Linked DNA regions of Triticum aestivum: region 2 is linked to region 1. A link is a contact called in public Hi-C data. All regions are on one chromosome and are shown on one strand. Each heading gives the region's core, a stretch centred on a gene start, on an enhancer-like site or on the middle of the called end of the contact. The rest is flanking DNA. Distances are from core to core; before and after follow the strand shown. Region 1 has its middle 16 kb from the start of LOC123120216. Region 2 has its middle 100 kb from the start of LOC123120222.

Region 1 (7,686 bases), core at 1,669-4,168:
GATGCGGCCCATTCCGGACCATCTTTTCTCCTTTTTATTATTTATTTTCTCTTTCTCTCTCCATCCCAGCAATCATATGCATTTAACCGGACAAATTGAGGAGGATGTAGAGGACATGGTTGTATGCATGCACAAAATAGAGGCTCAAAACAGACGCGTCCGGGTCACTGACCGGATACGTTTGGAGACCGAAATTAGCCAATCCTCGTTGTAGATGCTCTAACTCTACCATAGTGCTAATTTTGTTTTTTTCGTCCACAATACCATGAAAGTCATTTCCTTGCAAAAAAAATTACACGGGTGTAACGAACGATCAAGTTTGTTTAAAAAAAATCATGATTTTCTGACCCTTTTTTTTCAATTGCTATTTATTAAGAAAAATAACAGGTTCACCTACCTCATGTTCCAAAGGTTCCCCTCCTGCTAGTAGGACCTTTCTTTGTTCCGAGCTAGCATGACTGGACACAAGAGGAAAGAAGCTCTCGATCAACCAACCGGCATACAAATACGTACACATCACCTTTCTTTGAATTTTTTTGACAACATGGGTTGATTAGTTTTTGACCTGCATGTAAATTGTGGCGATGAAATGGCATTCACGGATGTGTGAGAAAGAAAATCAATGCTCCAAAATATTTTTCGAGCATCGTTTCTTTTTCAGACCCCCACAAATGTCCTTCCATTACAAAATTTTACTCACAAGTAAACATCGTTGATATTTATCACAAAAATTGGAATTATTATTTATCCTTTTTTGCGAGAAATTATTTTATTTATCTTTAATTCTTCATCTGAGTGCACATGCACCTGAGAGCAGAAACTCCATGGCCCAAATAGACAACTCTTAGGCCTCTCCAACTTAATCGCTAGTTGTACATAGAGGTGCTAGCCGGGGGAAATGCCCCCGGAACCTGCGGGTAGAACTTGATATGGAAAAAGATCAGGAAAAAGTCAAAATATTTTGATTTTGTGGAACAAATTTGACCTGCTGGCACACTCGTATAAAATTTCGTCAGTGAGGGTTTTCCATCAGAAATCTGGCAAAAAAAAACAAAAATTTCAGGGAAAAAAGAGTGAATAGTAAGAGCATCTACAACCAGACCCCTCAAACGTCCCATCGGACAGCCCGGTCACTGTGCGGGCAGGAGAGAAGAAAAAAAAGCACCCAACTGGAACCTCCCCCCCCCCCCCCCCCGCGGTCCCCCTTGTCCCCGTATGACCAGATTGTCCACAAATCCCAATATCCACACCAAATAGGGGATGTCCAGGCATCCGGGCAGCCCTCCACGTAGGATGCGGCCCACTCCTACGTATTCTTTCTTTCTCCATCCAAATGACTTTCTTTTTCTATTCTTTCTTTTTTATTCTTTCTTTCTCCATCCTCACAAATCCCATGCATTTAACTTAAGAAGGATGTAGGGGACATGGTTGGATGCATGCACAAATAGAGGCTTAAAACAAACGTGCCCGACCACTGACCAGACACGCCCACGAACTTTTGGGGATCAAAATTAGCCAATCCTGGTTGCAGATGCTCTAACTCCGCTATAGTGCTGATTTTGTTTTTTTCACCCACAGTACCATGAAAGTCATTTCCTTGAAAAAGCTTTTAAATGAGTGTAATGAATGAACAAGTTTGTTTTCGAAAAGTTTCATGACCCCTTTTTTTTGCGGGATAATTAGATTTATGCCCCTAGTTGTGTCCCACTCGTCTGTTTTACCCCTAATTTCCAAAAGTCACCGGTTCTGTCCAAGTCACTTTGCTCCTCTTATGCTTTTGCCCTTTGACCGTTTGACCTTCAGTTTGAAAACTTCATAACTAATTCATACTAAATCAGAAAAATGCAAATAAGATACCAAAATGTTCAGAAAAACATCACCTATATGCCAGTGTCATTTGCATTCATGAAAAAAGTGTTGGAAAATGCACATCCGAGTTTTACCTCTTTTGATACCACCATGAATAGTAAAATCTAAAAAAATTCAAAAAAATTCAAAAAAATAGGAGGGCAAAGAACGACAAATGTTCTAAGTGCTTGCCAAGTTCCATCAGGGAATGACATTCATGGAAGTCGTGGCAAAAAAATAATCTATTTTGGAGTGCTGGTTGTTTTTTTGCTGCGGCACCCACGAATGTTCTTCCCTGATGAAACTTGGCAGGCACTTAGAACATTTGTCGTTCTTTACCCTCCTTTTTTATTTTTTTTTATTTTTTAGATTTTACTATTCATGGTGGTATCAAAAGAGCTAAAACTTGGATGTGCATTTTCTAACACTTTTTTCATGAATGCAAATGACACTGGTATATAGGTGATATTTTTCCGAACATTTTGGTATCTTATTTGCATTTTTCTGATTTAGTATGAATTAGTTATGAATTTTTCAAACTGACGATCAAACGGTCAAAGGGCAAAAGCATAAGAAGAGCAAAGTGACTTGGACAGAACCGATGACTTTTGAAAATTAGGGGTAAAACATACGAGTGAGACACAACTAGGGGCATAAATCTAATTATCCCTTTTTTTGCAATTGCTATTTATTAATAAAAAACAGGTTCACCTACCTCATGTTCCAAAGGTTCCCCTCCTACTAGTAGGACCTTTCTTTGTTCCGAGCTACCATGAGTGGACACAAGAGGAAAGAAGCTCGATCGACCAACCGGCATACAAATACGTACACATGAGTTTCTTTGGATTCGTTATGTAGAAAAGGCTTGCTTTGGACATGTTCCGGAACAAACATATGTTTCGTATTGACGTGATGCGCCCGTCGTGTGTTTCTCTGGTGCCATCGGTCACTCTACTCGTCATGTGGGGGTAGCTATTAGCTAATATAATATGAACTGTGGTAGTTTGCGTAGGCGATGACAAATGACCGATGTGTGAGTTGTGGGTGACGCAGCAGGTGACAGAGGACAAGCTCCTAAACAAAGAGCAGCTCCATCGATCACCTCCCAACTTTTGAAATTTGAGCCACAAACTCTACATGAGTGGCCCTAACGAACGTGATGGAACAAGGAAACGTGTTCCGTAGGATTATCGGTACAAGGAGGTTTGAAACATGGCAAGAGAAAGGCGGCGCTGCGAAGAAGGAAGGGAAAACAAATGCAGGTTCAGACGTCGATCGAGGAGCACGCCGCTTTTAGTACTATCACATCTTGATATTTCCCTCCAAAAAAAAAACATCTTGATATTGGGAGTCGTTTTTTTTGGCCAGCACGTTTAAAAGGCCTTCCATTTGCTAGCTTGCCCAACTGAAATTCGGAGTGTTCTTCGGTTGGAGAAGAGTAAATGATACGTACGTACATACGCATTGCCCAATGTCAAAGAGACACGTAGGGCAAGGGAGACCACTGGACCTGCATCTCGCGTATATATAAAAATAAAAGAAGATGGCAAGACATGTCCCCGGGAAAAGCATATAGCATAGCATAGGTACGATTGTTGAATTTCGTCCGACCGCCAGATCTCAGATTCGGTGGCTTTGCGTCAATAAATTAGTCGCGACGTCGCGCGCGCAACCGTGATTTCATTTTGCTTGGCATGCAATGCATGTTGTCTGTGTCATTTCGGTTGCGCAGATGAGTTAGGCGGCGCCGCCGCACCGAGGCAAAACACACGGGCACATTTTGCAGGCCATGGAATGGGTAGAGAATGATTTTGTGCATTGATGATTGATTGATCGTGCATTAGGCACATATATATAGGTACAAGGGGTGTAACCGGTGGGTGTCTTGTCTTTCAAGATACAAGTAAATACAGAGGGAGAGAGACACTACAGGTGCGGCATACAAAACCCAGACCTACGTACATGTACACATGTTCAACCCCCCCCCCCCCCCCCGCCCCGCAGTCGAAGCGTCGCCGGTGACGCAGAGACTGGACCGAAAGCCCTCAAATGTCGAGGTGGGTAGTCCCTTCGTCATGACATCGGCGAACTGCTGATCGGTGGGCACATGGAGAACTCGAACACGACCAAGTGCGACGTGCTCCCTGGCGAAGTGAATGTCGAGCTCAATATGCTTCGTCCGTCGGTGATGGACAGGGTTGGCGGCAAGATACACCGCGGAGACGTTGTCGCAGTAAACAAGCGTCGCCTTAGAAACCTCGCATAGCAACTCCTGAAGTAGCTGTCGTAGCCAAGAGCACTCCGCAACGGCGTTGGCCACGGCCCTGTACTCGGCCTCGGCACTCGATCGTGAGACCGTGGGTTGTCGTTTAGACGACCACGAAATCAGAGAGGGCCCGAGGTAGACGCAGTAGCCGGAAGTGGAGCGTCGAGTGTCGGGACACCCAGCCCAGTCGGCGTCGGAGTAGGCGACAAGGCTGGTGTCAGGTGATGCCGTCAGGGTGAGACCCATAGCTGTGGTGTCACGTATGTACCGAAGGATACGTTTCACCAGGGCCCAATGAGTATCACGAGGAGCATGCATATGAAGGTACACCTGCTGGACAGCATACTGAATGTCCGGACGCGTCAGTGTGAGGTACTGAAGCGCACCGACGATGGAGCGGTAGTAGGGAGCGTCGAACGCCGGAGATCCCTCGACGGCGGACACCTTAGCCTTCGTGTCGACAGGCGTAGGAGCAGGCTTGCAGTTAAGCATGCCCGCGCGCTCCAGAAGCTCGTAGGCGTACTTCTGCTGATGCAAGAAGAAGCCAGTAGCCCGGCGCACAACCTCGATGCCGAGGAAGTAGTGGAGAGCCCCCAAATCCTTGAGGGCGAACTCAGTGCCGAGGCGAGTTGTGATCTGCTGAAGGAGCACTGGCGAGGAAGCAGCCAGGATGATGTCGTCGACATACAGGAGGAGGTACGCGGTGGCGGGACCCTGGTGATAAACAAACAGGGAGGCATCGGACCGTGTGGACCGGAACCCCTGCTGCTGAAGGAAGGCCGCGATCCGCTGGTACCAGGCCCGAGGCGCCTGCTTCAACCCGTAGAGAGAACGAGAAAGCAAGCACACGTGGTCCGGATAGTCGGTGTCGACGAAACCAGTAGGCTGCTGACAAAACACCTGCTCGTCGAGATGGCCATGCAAAAAAGCATTAGACACATCGAGCTGGTGAACTGGCCAGGCGCGAGAAACAGCAAGCTGGAGGACAGCGTGAATCGTGCCCGGTTTGACAACCGGGGCGAAGGTGTCGGTGAAGTCCACGCCGGCACGCTGGCGAAAGCCGCGCACCACCCAACGCGCCTTGTAGCGCTCGAGAGAGCCGTCGGGGCGAGTCTTGTGGCGGAAGACCCACTTGCCAGTGATCACATTGGCACGGGGAGGCCGCGGGACAAGCTGGCACGTACGGTTGCGCTGCAGGGCGTCAAACTCCTCACGCATCGCAGCAAGCCAGTTCGGATCCCGAAGAGCTGCGCGAGCGGAGGTGGGGAGTGGAGACGGTGCCGAGGTAGATGCAGCACACGCGTACTCGTCATACGTGTAGCGCGTGCTAGGACGAAGTGTCCCAGTCCGAGCCCGAGTGACCACACCGGTGAGGGGTGCAGCCGCGACGACGGGGGCGGCCGAGGGGGCCGCGTCGGGGGCCGCCGAGGGGGCCGCGGTGGGGGTCGCGGCGATGGGGGCCGCCGATGCGGGGAGCGCAGGCAGAGTCGAGCCCGGTGCGCGGCTGGTCGGTTCGCCAGAGGAGGAGGCAGGGGCGAACCGTGCCGCGGGAGACGCCGAGGGTGACGGTACCTGCTGAAACGGGAACACCAGCTCATCAAAGTACACATGCCGCGAAGTAAAAACGCGGTGGGACACTGGATCATAGCACCGGTAACCTTTGGTGTTGGGAGGATAACCAAGGAAGATGCATGGAAGCGACCGGGGAGCGAGTTTGTGAGGAGCAGCGGACGCGGTGATAGGATAACAGAGACACCCAAAAATGCGAAGACCATCATAAGATGGAACCGCACCGAAAGGAGCTGGTGAGGAGTGTAGTTCCAACGCGAACAACACGGGCGAATGTTAATGAGAAGGCTGGCGGTCGCGAGCGCGTCCGGCCAGAACTGAGGAGGCACGTAGGAGTGGAAGAGCAACGTGCGGACACAGTCATTAAGGGTGCGAATGACGCGCTCGGCGCGACCATTCTGTTGTGACGTGTATGGACAAGTGAGGCAAAAAATGGTGCCGTGCGACGCAAGAAGATTGCGGACGGCGACGTTGTCAAACTCCTTGCCGTTGTCAGTTTGCAAGGCGAGAATGGGACGACCGAACTGTGTGGTGACATATGAATAAAAGGCGGTGAGCGTGGCAAGAGCGTCGGACTTGCGATGAAGAGGAAATGTCCACACATAATGGGTAAAATCATTCAATATCACCAAATAGTATAGATAGCCCGTGTTGCTCTCAACCGGGGACGTCCAAACATCACTATGCAATAACTGAAATGGAAAAGTGGAAATGTTTGTAGACTCGCTAAAGGGGAGACGAACGTGCTTGCCAAGATGGCAAGCCTCACAAGTGTGGTTGTCAACCTTATTACATGAGAAAGAAAAACTCTGAAGAATCTGACGCATAACGGTGGAGTTGGGGTGACCGAGACGGGCGTGCCAAAGATCGACACTAGCGGCGAAGGCGGCGGGACGACGGGTGGTGGTGGCGCCGGAGGGATGCACCGGGTAAAGCTCGTCCGGGCTGTCACATCGATGGAGTACCATCCGTGTACGGGCGTCCTTCACAGAAAAGCTGACATCGTCAAATTCAACAGTTATAGGATTCTCACGAGTAAGACGACGAACAGAAACTAGATTAGTGACTAAGTTGGGAGACACAAGAACATTAGACATGTTAACGGGAGTAGAAGTAGAAGGAAACGACATATGACCGACATGTGTAATGGGTAGAGAGGAACCGTTACCAACGGTGATGCGAGTGGGAATATGAACAGGAGTGGCAGATGTGAGGTTACCGGGATGAGCAGTCATGTGAGCGGTGGCGCCCGAGTCCATGTACCAGTCACCACCGCCACCGTAGGAACTCGTCGACGGAGCGGAGTGCAGGGCGGCGAGAAGGGCCGGGTCCCACCGTGGCAGTAAAACCCTCCGTAGGCCGGCGCGGGGGCGGCGCCGTAGGCGGGCGCGGGCTGAGGTGCGGCACCGTAGCCGCTGTAGGGAGCGGCGTTCTGCGCGGCGAAGAGGGCCTGATGGCTCGCTGGACGAGGCCCGAGGATGCCCGGAGCGGGAGCCCGAGGGACCGGCATCGAGTACGCGTGGACAACGTCGGTCGACGGGTTGGTGCCGTATGTCCACGGAGGGTTGCTGCGTTGCTGACGAGCCCCCTGCTTGCGGCGGCGCCCGCCACCTGGCTGCTGGGGGCAGCGGGAGGGGCGGGGGGCGCGGGCGGCAGGGGAAGTACCCCGGAGGCGCGGGGGGCGGCGGCTGCTGGCGCGGCGTTGGTGGGGCGGCCGGTGGTGGGGCGCCACGGGAGGTGCCGGCAGCGAGGGCGTGATGCTGCACGCGCTTCTTGACCCCCTTCATCCGGCGCTCCTCCAACCGCAAGTACGCCACAAACTTGGGGAAGGAGGGCTCCGGCATCAAGGTAAAGTTGGAGGCGGCGTTGCCGAAGTCCTCGTTGAGGCCGGCGGTGAGCGTGCTCAGGAGGAGGTCGTCATCAACCTTGGCGACAATGTCGCGGAGCTCATCCGCCAACGTCTTCAGGCGGCGGCAGTAGTTATCAATGGACTGTTCATCCTG
Region 2 (7,686 bases), core at 2,402-4,901, 280 kb before region 1:
GTCCTGGGCCGGGGCATCTCGGTATCCCTTGACCGAGGGTTCATACCCCTCTCGCTGAAGGCGAGATATAGGGGCGCCCCAATAAAGTCACCTGGGCGAACTGGTTATCATGGGTCGTGTGTTCTGCGAGCTGCATGGTTCGAATCCCAACTAACCCTTTTTTTTTCTGTTTTGACTGACACATGTGACCCGATATTCATTGAGACATATACTCTGCAAGTCAGTCCGTCCCGACACTGCATGTGAGTCCCGCGCCACGTTTAGTCAGCAACACGTACGCATCTGTACGTGATTGGAACAGTATTTGAATCATACTGCCAAGTTTTAGAACCAGTTCGACGTATTTTTCAAGTTCAAGTACCAAAGTAAACATTGATGGCAAATTTAAGCACTACTGATCTTATTACCTCTTCTTCAAATGCTTGATTAACATTTTGTAAATACGTCGTAGTTTCGTACACCTAAGAATTTTTCTATACACATTAACATTATACAAATGCTAGATTAACATTTTTCAAATCATTCTGTAGTGTGTTCTTGGTAAGTAAGTATATTATAATATTTTAAAAGTATAAATAAAAGTAAAAAGGAGAGCAGAAAACGAAAAACAAAAACAAAACAAAAAGCACAGAAATAAACGAGGTTGTGGCCTTCCGTGGACTGGGCCGGCACAGTCTCGCGCGGCGGGGGGCTGCCCTAGGTCTCGCCTCAAGCGAGTCATAGGCGCGCCCGGATGGCAAGCCTTAATGTACTAGAACGAAGACGCTCATGGAGCTAATATGGACTGTAGTCAGTGCGCTCATTATACTCCTGTATGTCATTTTTAGAAATTTTTATAAGATGTGTAAAATTATAATCTCAGTAATAAAAGTAAATACGTGGTATAAATATTATACATACAAATGAAATAAAATACTTTTAAAAAATCACGTATTGTTTTGAAAATATTCCGTATAATTGAAAGTAACACAAATATATACAAATTAAAATTTTAATAATATTTTTAAACATACAAACATTTCCCTAATTATACTCACATTTGTATAGTTGATGTTTTATAATGAAAATAATCATAAAATGTAAAATGTCAATATGAATATTCAAACTTGGCTGATAATTATAATATATAATTTTCTTGAATATTAGGCAGGAGTGATAATTATACAGAAGTGAATATTCATAAATAATTAGTAAATGCCTGTATTCATCATTTTGTATAATTTAATTATAAGCCGCGAGTGTATTTTTCTGTATTCATTAAACAGTTTAAATGTTTGTATTTCTAAAATATATATAATACATGGGTATGTTTTTTATTTACTAATCATACTTTGTTTGTTTGTATAATATTTACAACTCACGAATATTTGAATATATTTTTCATTGCTTACATTCCCTAAATATCTTCAAAAAAAATTAGCCTGTGCTAAATGGGTCATGCTATCTGCAACCCATTTAGGCCTAAGAAAAAAAATCAGCAAACCATTTAAGCCCCGCATGCCTGCTCGTTATAATAAATCACTAGCACCAGACAGTTCTCCATGAAAATGTTAAAGTTTAGTTAAAGAGGAGCTGGGTAACACGATCAAATGCCATGTGATCGTACCTTGCACGAGATCCAAGTATGGTCCAACGATATGACAATCTTGAATACTGCTGAGGTATGTTTTACTGCAGTAAACTGAACTCATGATTTCATCTGCACAGAATATAGTTAGATTTGAAGATAATGTCAATCGCTACTGCAGGTGCAGCTACAACTAAGTACGTATTGAAATATATTGCATGTCTTTCTCCATCAGTTCGGACTTTTAAATGAATTGACTGGAGCATAAATTCAATATGGGATCAGAGCCAAGAGGTTTTGAGTTTAAAACCCTGCCAACGTAGTATTAAAAAAAGATACTGCAACCTACACCGATCCCATGTCTAAAGACTAAAATAGCCTAGACGTGAGGGGGGGTGTTGAAATATACTGCCCGTCTCCCTCCATCTGTTCGGACTTTTGGATGAGTTGGCTGGAGCATGAATTCAATATGTTGAAATATATTGTTTGTCTCCCTCCATCAATTCGGACTTTTGAATGAGCTGGCTGGAGCATGAATTCAATATGGTATCAGAGCTAAGTGGTCTTTTGAAGACCCTGCCAACGCAATATTCAATAAAAACGATTCTACGGCCTACATCGATCCCATGTCTAAGGACTAACATAGCCTAGACGTGGGGGGGGGGGGTGTTGAAATATATTGCCCGCCTTACTTCATCAATTTAGACTTTTGGATGAGTATTCAATAATACAAGCATAACATAAAATTGTTCTTGGCTAGAAAATAAATCTGCTCATGGCATCCTGTTGGTAAAATATTTATTATTGTAAATTTGTAATGACTAAATAAGAAAAACAATATGAACCATAACAAATACTGAAGGAGGGATGTTGGAAGTGGCTGATATAGCCACCTGACAAACTTATCGCACTAAGATCAACTCTAACAGATCTCTAAGAATATCATTTAGGGAAGTATGGGCAAGAAAACGTCTTCGACAGATTAAGTAAATCCGGCCGTGACTTTCATCTGGTGACCTTCCCCTGAAGTTTTGGCGTGTTAGAAACCGCCCGAGACTTTATCACCCTCTATCCCGCACCGCCGCCGCTCCGTCCCCATGCCACCTCGCCGCCGCCGCGCTACCGCACCGCCTCACCACTCGCTGCTACTACCACACCGCCAGCCCAGTGCTCCTGCCCAACCACTGACTTGCCGAACCCAGGCCATTAGCTAGAAAAAGTTTAATAAAAATAAGAAAATAGGGAAAGAAGTTTCGAGGAGTTAGGATTTCTCTGCCTCCCGTCGGCGCTGCCGTTGGCTTGCCTCGTCGCCCGTGGCTTTAGAACCATGGGGGCGTGCCGGTGGGAGGGCTTCGTTTTAAAATCTTTCTTCAAGTTTTGTTAGTGGTTGTGTCCTATTCAGGAAGGCAAGACGGCGGCGGCTCCGTGAAGATGGAATAAGGTTCTTCCCGCTTAGCCTCCATTCCGATGGTGCGTCTAGCATGGTCGGTGGGCTTGTGAAGGTGCATCCCCGGTGGATCTATCATTGGTGGATTTGCTCGGATCTAATCGTTGTTCGTCTATGTTCGTGTACATGTTTTTCTCATTACACACGAAAGTATGTGGTTGCTGTTATGGTGTGTTGGTCCTAGGTGGCCTTAGCACGACGATTTTCCGACTGTCTATTACAAAAGTTTTGCCTGGCTCCGGCTAGGGAGGAGCGATGACAGCGGCGCGCCTTCGGTTCGGCTCAATGCTTGTAGTTGTCGCTAGATGACTTACGGATCGATTTTTATTATTTCTAGTGTTAGTTGTACTACCATGGTTAATGATTAATGGATAGAAAATTTTCTAAAAAAAGAAGTTTCAAGGAGTTGACAAAAAGTTTCTCTCTGGAAACTTATCCTAAATTTACTCTCTGAGAGTCTTTTTTAGGGAAATTGCCGGTGTTGCTCTAAGAGTCCGTCCACCGTACTCATCGACCCAGCGCGCAAAATACAACGCGTCCGCACCGTCGTGAAGAGACATCCTCCGTACGTGGGCGCGGCAGCAGAGCACGACACCTGACCCATCACGACGTTCCCCTGGCCGGTGTGGACTCAGGACGGCCGCGTACACGACCGTACCCACGCCGCGCGCGGCCTTTTCCTATCGACGATGGCCCCCGGCTCGTAGGCCCTGCCGGCTGCCGGCGTTGTTCTGGTGCCGGCTGCTGCGACGTTAGTATCGTGTCCAGCGGTGATGCCGGGCGATTTCCGGGTTGAGAAAATGACTCGTTAAGTTGTTATCCAGTGACCCCTGCACCGGTGCATTTACATGTTTTTCTAGTGGCCGTGCATGCTTTCTTGATCAGCATGGCATCATGTGCGCGAGCCATCAGGAATCCCTTTATTCTAGTCCACGGAAGTTCGTTTGACTTATCTATTATCATGCGGAGGATGGCATCACCGGCCAAAATAAAATATTTTACTCGTACTTAATTATGGAGAAACCTGCATCTGCATCCCATCCCATTGTCCTACCACTGGGCACTCCTGTTTGTGCGGTTCGATTTGACTAAATTAGCACACTTGTTTAAGTGACGCGTACCAGGTGTCGAGCAGCTGGAGGCGGGGATTGCACAGCACACGTGGAAGAACACTGTCAAAGCATTATTTATGTACTTAATCACTGCCCACCTAAGATACTAACCCGGGTTCACATCACGACACGTGTCCCGCTTTAGTCATTCACCTTCTTATCGACGATTTTTTAGACTAGCCACGATGGGTAGTAACATAGACTAGTAACATAGGCATACTAACCCGGGTTCACGTCACAATGCATATGTTACTAGTCTATATTACTACCTCTATAATGCATAGTATCATAGATTAGTATCATAGGTGGTCTCATTTATTGCCATGCATGACACATAGTAGCATCATATTTATTATGTTACGATATCTACCTATGTTACTATAACCATCTCTTTTTTTAAATTGCCTGCCACATAAGCATGTTTGCGAGTCCCAAGTGCATGATACTACTTATGTTACCCCACTATGGCCAACCTAGTGGGGAGTAACATATGTGTGGTAACATGCAACACTTCATTTATTAGGCTATAGACTCATCTTGCCTTGATATGTGTGATGTTACTCATACTACTAGTAACTAGCTATGTTACCACATGTCTCTCTTTCTTCATTTATTGCTTGCCACATCATCTATGTTATTTAGATATGTGTGATGTTACTACCTATGTTACTCCCATTGTGGGTAGTCTTAGTCAATGGCCAGCGCTACCGCATTGGCTGGCCGATCTTTGGGAAATGTCGTCTAGGTCTCGAGCTGTCCTACCGTGTGATCGCCCCTCTTATTTGCCTTTCATTCCGATATGATCCATGTTGCAAACCCCTCGTTTCAACACGGTCCATGTGTTGCAAAGCTCGTTGTAGAAATACCTTCAATGAGTCCTAGCACGATTCATGCTGCAAAGGACCTCTCGTGAGTCCTCTCTTGCAACACGACCACCGTCACAAAGCACCTACGGCGAGGACCCCCTGGCTTGCAACTGTCCCGCTGTCGTTGCATCGGCTTTGCATGGTCGGTGGTGTGCAGCAAACGCAACCGTGGGCGTCGCGCACGTGCATCTTGGCGGGGACAAAATTCGAGACATGGGTGAAAGGAGAACACTACTCCTGCAATACACAGGGCGGTGGCAACAAGGTCTCCACAGTTGGCCCCCAACGGCGGTAGTGTCTCGGATCACCATGATGTGTGGACATAAGACAAGAGATGGATGGCGGGGAAGAAGAGATAAGGATGGATGATTTCACAGGGAAGAGAGGCTCATGCCCACCGGGACGTACGGTGGGCGCATAAGACAGTCGAACAGACCGGGGGGGGGGTTCAAGTTGATGGACGGGAGTGTTTTTCTTAAGTCAGTTCTTTTGATCAACTAGGCGTGTGTTATACGTGCGCGCCTTTGATCAAGTTTGATCATATCCAAAATGATCGCAGTTAGACTCAAGGCTATTCTTTTGGGGTTATTTCTCATTCAAAGCGCATTCGTGCCAGGTAGACTCATCGTGCCAGGTAGACTCATCGAATGCGGGAATGACCACGATGGTGTCAGCCCACAAAGGAACCATCGACAACTCCATACCACCAAGCGCAGTTCTCCCTTGTAAGGGCATCTCCAAAGTAGATCCTCAAACCGCCCGCAACCGTCCGAACTGCGTGGTCCGGACATGTTGAGCCATCCAACATGGGCCTGTATCGGTCCGCTAGCGGTCCGGACATACTTTCTTTGGCAATCCCGAGACAAATTGGCGGGGAAGGGGGAGGGCTTTATGGGAGTCCGCACAACAGCCACATAGGACTTCGACACCCCAGCCCACCCAAAACCCCTCCTGGACCCCGCGTCTCCATCCTCCCATTTTTCTCTCCGTCAGTTTTTCTCTCCTGCCTTCGCCACCGCTCCACCACCCCGACCGCCACGCCGCACCTTTGTTAGAACTCGACGAGTCCGTCACCTCCAACGGTACACCCAGTCTCCACACCGCTTCTCCGCCGCCGTTCCTCACCTCTCCTCCGACCGCCGCACACGTACCATCCGCTCCTACGATGCTCACCATGCCCAATAACTGTTCGGTGAATGCCCGAGCTAAATATTTTTGCCCCTTCTTCTTTGAAGCAATGAATTCGGATATGGAGAACATATACGAGCACTATGTTGAGTCGTCGGACGGCTTGTCCTACGAGGAGGACTACACGGATGAGATGTCGATGATGCAGACGGTGCTTGCAGACGTGGAGCTTGCGGAGGAGCATGTTCTAAATTTCAAGGGGTTGATCATGGGTCATCGAGTGCTCAAACGCAACCGGGCATGTGGCCATTTGACATTGATGGATGACTACTTTGCCTCTGATGCCCTCTTTGCTGACAATTTTCGCTGCCACTTTCGAATGCGCAAAAATGTCTTCGATCATCTCTACCATGGCGTCCGGTCCTTTGATGACTACTTCATCTGAAGAAGGACGCAATGGGAATGATTGGGTTCTCTGGTGACTAGAAGTGCGGTCGCACTGCCAATGCTTGCATATGGCACGACCGCTGATTTGTGTGACGAATACCTATGGATCTCTAAGAGCACATGCGGAGATGCCATGGTCAAGTTTGCAACTGCCGTGGTCGAGGTGTTTGGACCTCGGTACATGAGAGAACCAACTGTGGCAGACACCAAGAGGCTCTTGGCGATCTCGAAAGCAAGAGGGTGGCCAAGTTTGCTCGGATCTCTTTACTACATGCATTGGAGATGGAAGAACCGCTTGAAAGCTCTATAATGGCACTTTCATGGTCATGTTAAGAAGCCCACCATCATTTTTGAAGCAGTTGCATCACATCATCTTTGGATTTGGAACGCTTTATTTGGCATGCCCGGGTCTCACAATGACATCAATATGCTGCAGCGATCACCATTGTTTGCTAGGCTAGCTGAAAGAAAAGCTCATCCTTGCCACTGTACGATCAATGGGCATGGGTACAACATGGGCTACCATCTGGTTGACGGCATCTATCCTCCTGGGGCTACCTTTCTGAACACCATCTCTCATCCAATTGGTCAGAAAAAGTCTCACTTTGCTTAACGACAAGAAGCAGCTAGAAAGGATGTTGAGAGGACTTTTGGAGTTCTGCAAGCACGTTTTGCAGTTGTTTGTGGACCTACTAAACAATGGGATCCGGAGACCTTGTGGTAGGTGATGACCTGTTGTCTGATCATGCATAACATGACCGGGGAGGATTAGGATGAGGATGCTGCCAGAGGTCTTGAATTTGAGAACATGGGTGATCCTATCGAAATTCCCCACCAAAATCCGTCCACGTTTGAAGAGTTCGTTCAAATGCATCAACAAATTCGGCATTGAAAAACGCATGAGCAACTAAGGAAGATCTGATTGAGCATTTGTGGACAATTAAGGGGACAACAATGTTGGAGTGAAAATTGGTTTCAGATGTATACGAGCAATGTTGGATGGCCGTCTCCCACATCCGTGTCCGCAGACTGCCCCGTGTCCACGGACTACCCCCTTTCCACGAAAGGATGCCAGGCTAAATTTGCAGATCAGTGTTGGAGATGCCCTGACACTATTAG

The links. A called contact is a pair of places that touch in the nucleus more often than the background predicts.
Region 2: a Hi-C map of leaf shows a contact between it and region 1, with 4 times the contacts expected there. The contact joins two enhancer-like sites. A contact is called at or near these places in 2 of 5 Hi-C or Micro-C datasets (both in leaf).

What each region holds. Positions count from the first base shown.
Region 1 is chr5D:220,658,038-220,665,723 of IWGSC CS RefSeq v2.1, reverse strand. No RefSeq gene overlaps it. Among protein-coding and RNA genes, the nearest start is that of LOC123120216, 16 kb to the right of the region's middle. Within about 2 kb of position 2,918, at least 1 of the 8 cell types and tissues checked has an H3K27ac peak or open chromatin away from gene starts, as enhancers often do. A contact at or near this core is called in leaf, where this site is marked.
Region 2 is chr5D:220,939,361-220,947,046 of IWGSC CS RefSeq v2.1, reverse strand. No RefSeq gene overlaps it. Among protein-coding and RNA genes, the nearest start is that of LOC123120222, 100 kb to the left of the region's middle. Within about 2 kb of position 3,651, at least 4 of the 8 cell types and tissues checked have an H3K27ac peak or open chromatin away from gene starts, as enhancers often do. A contact at or near this core is called in leaf, where this site is marked.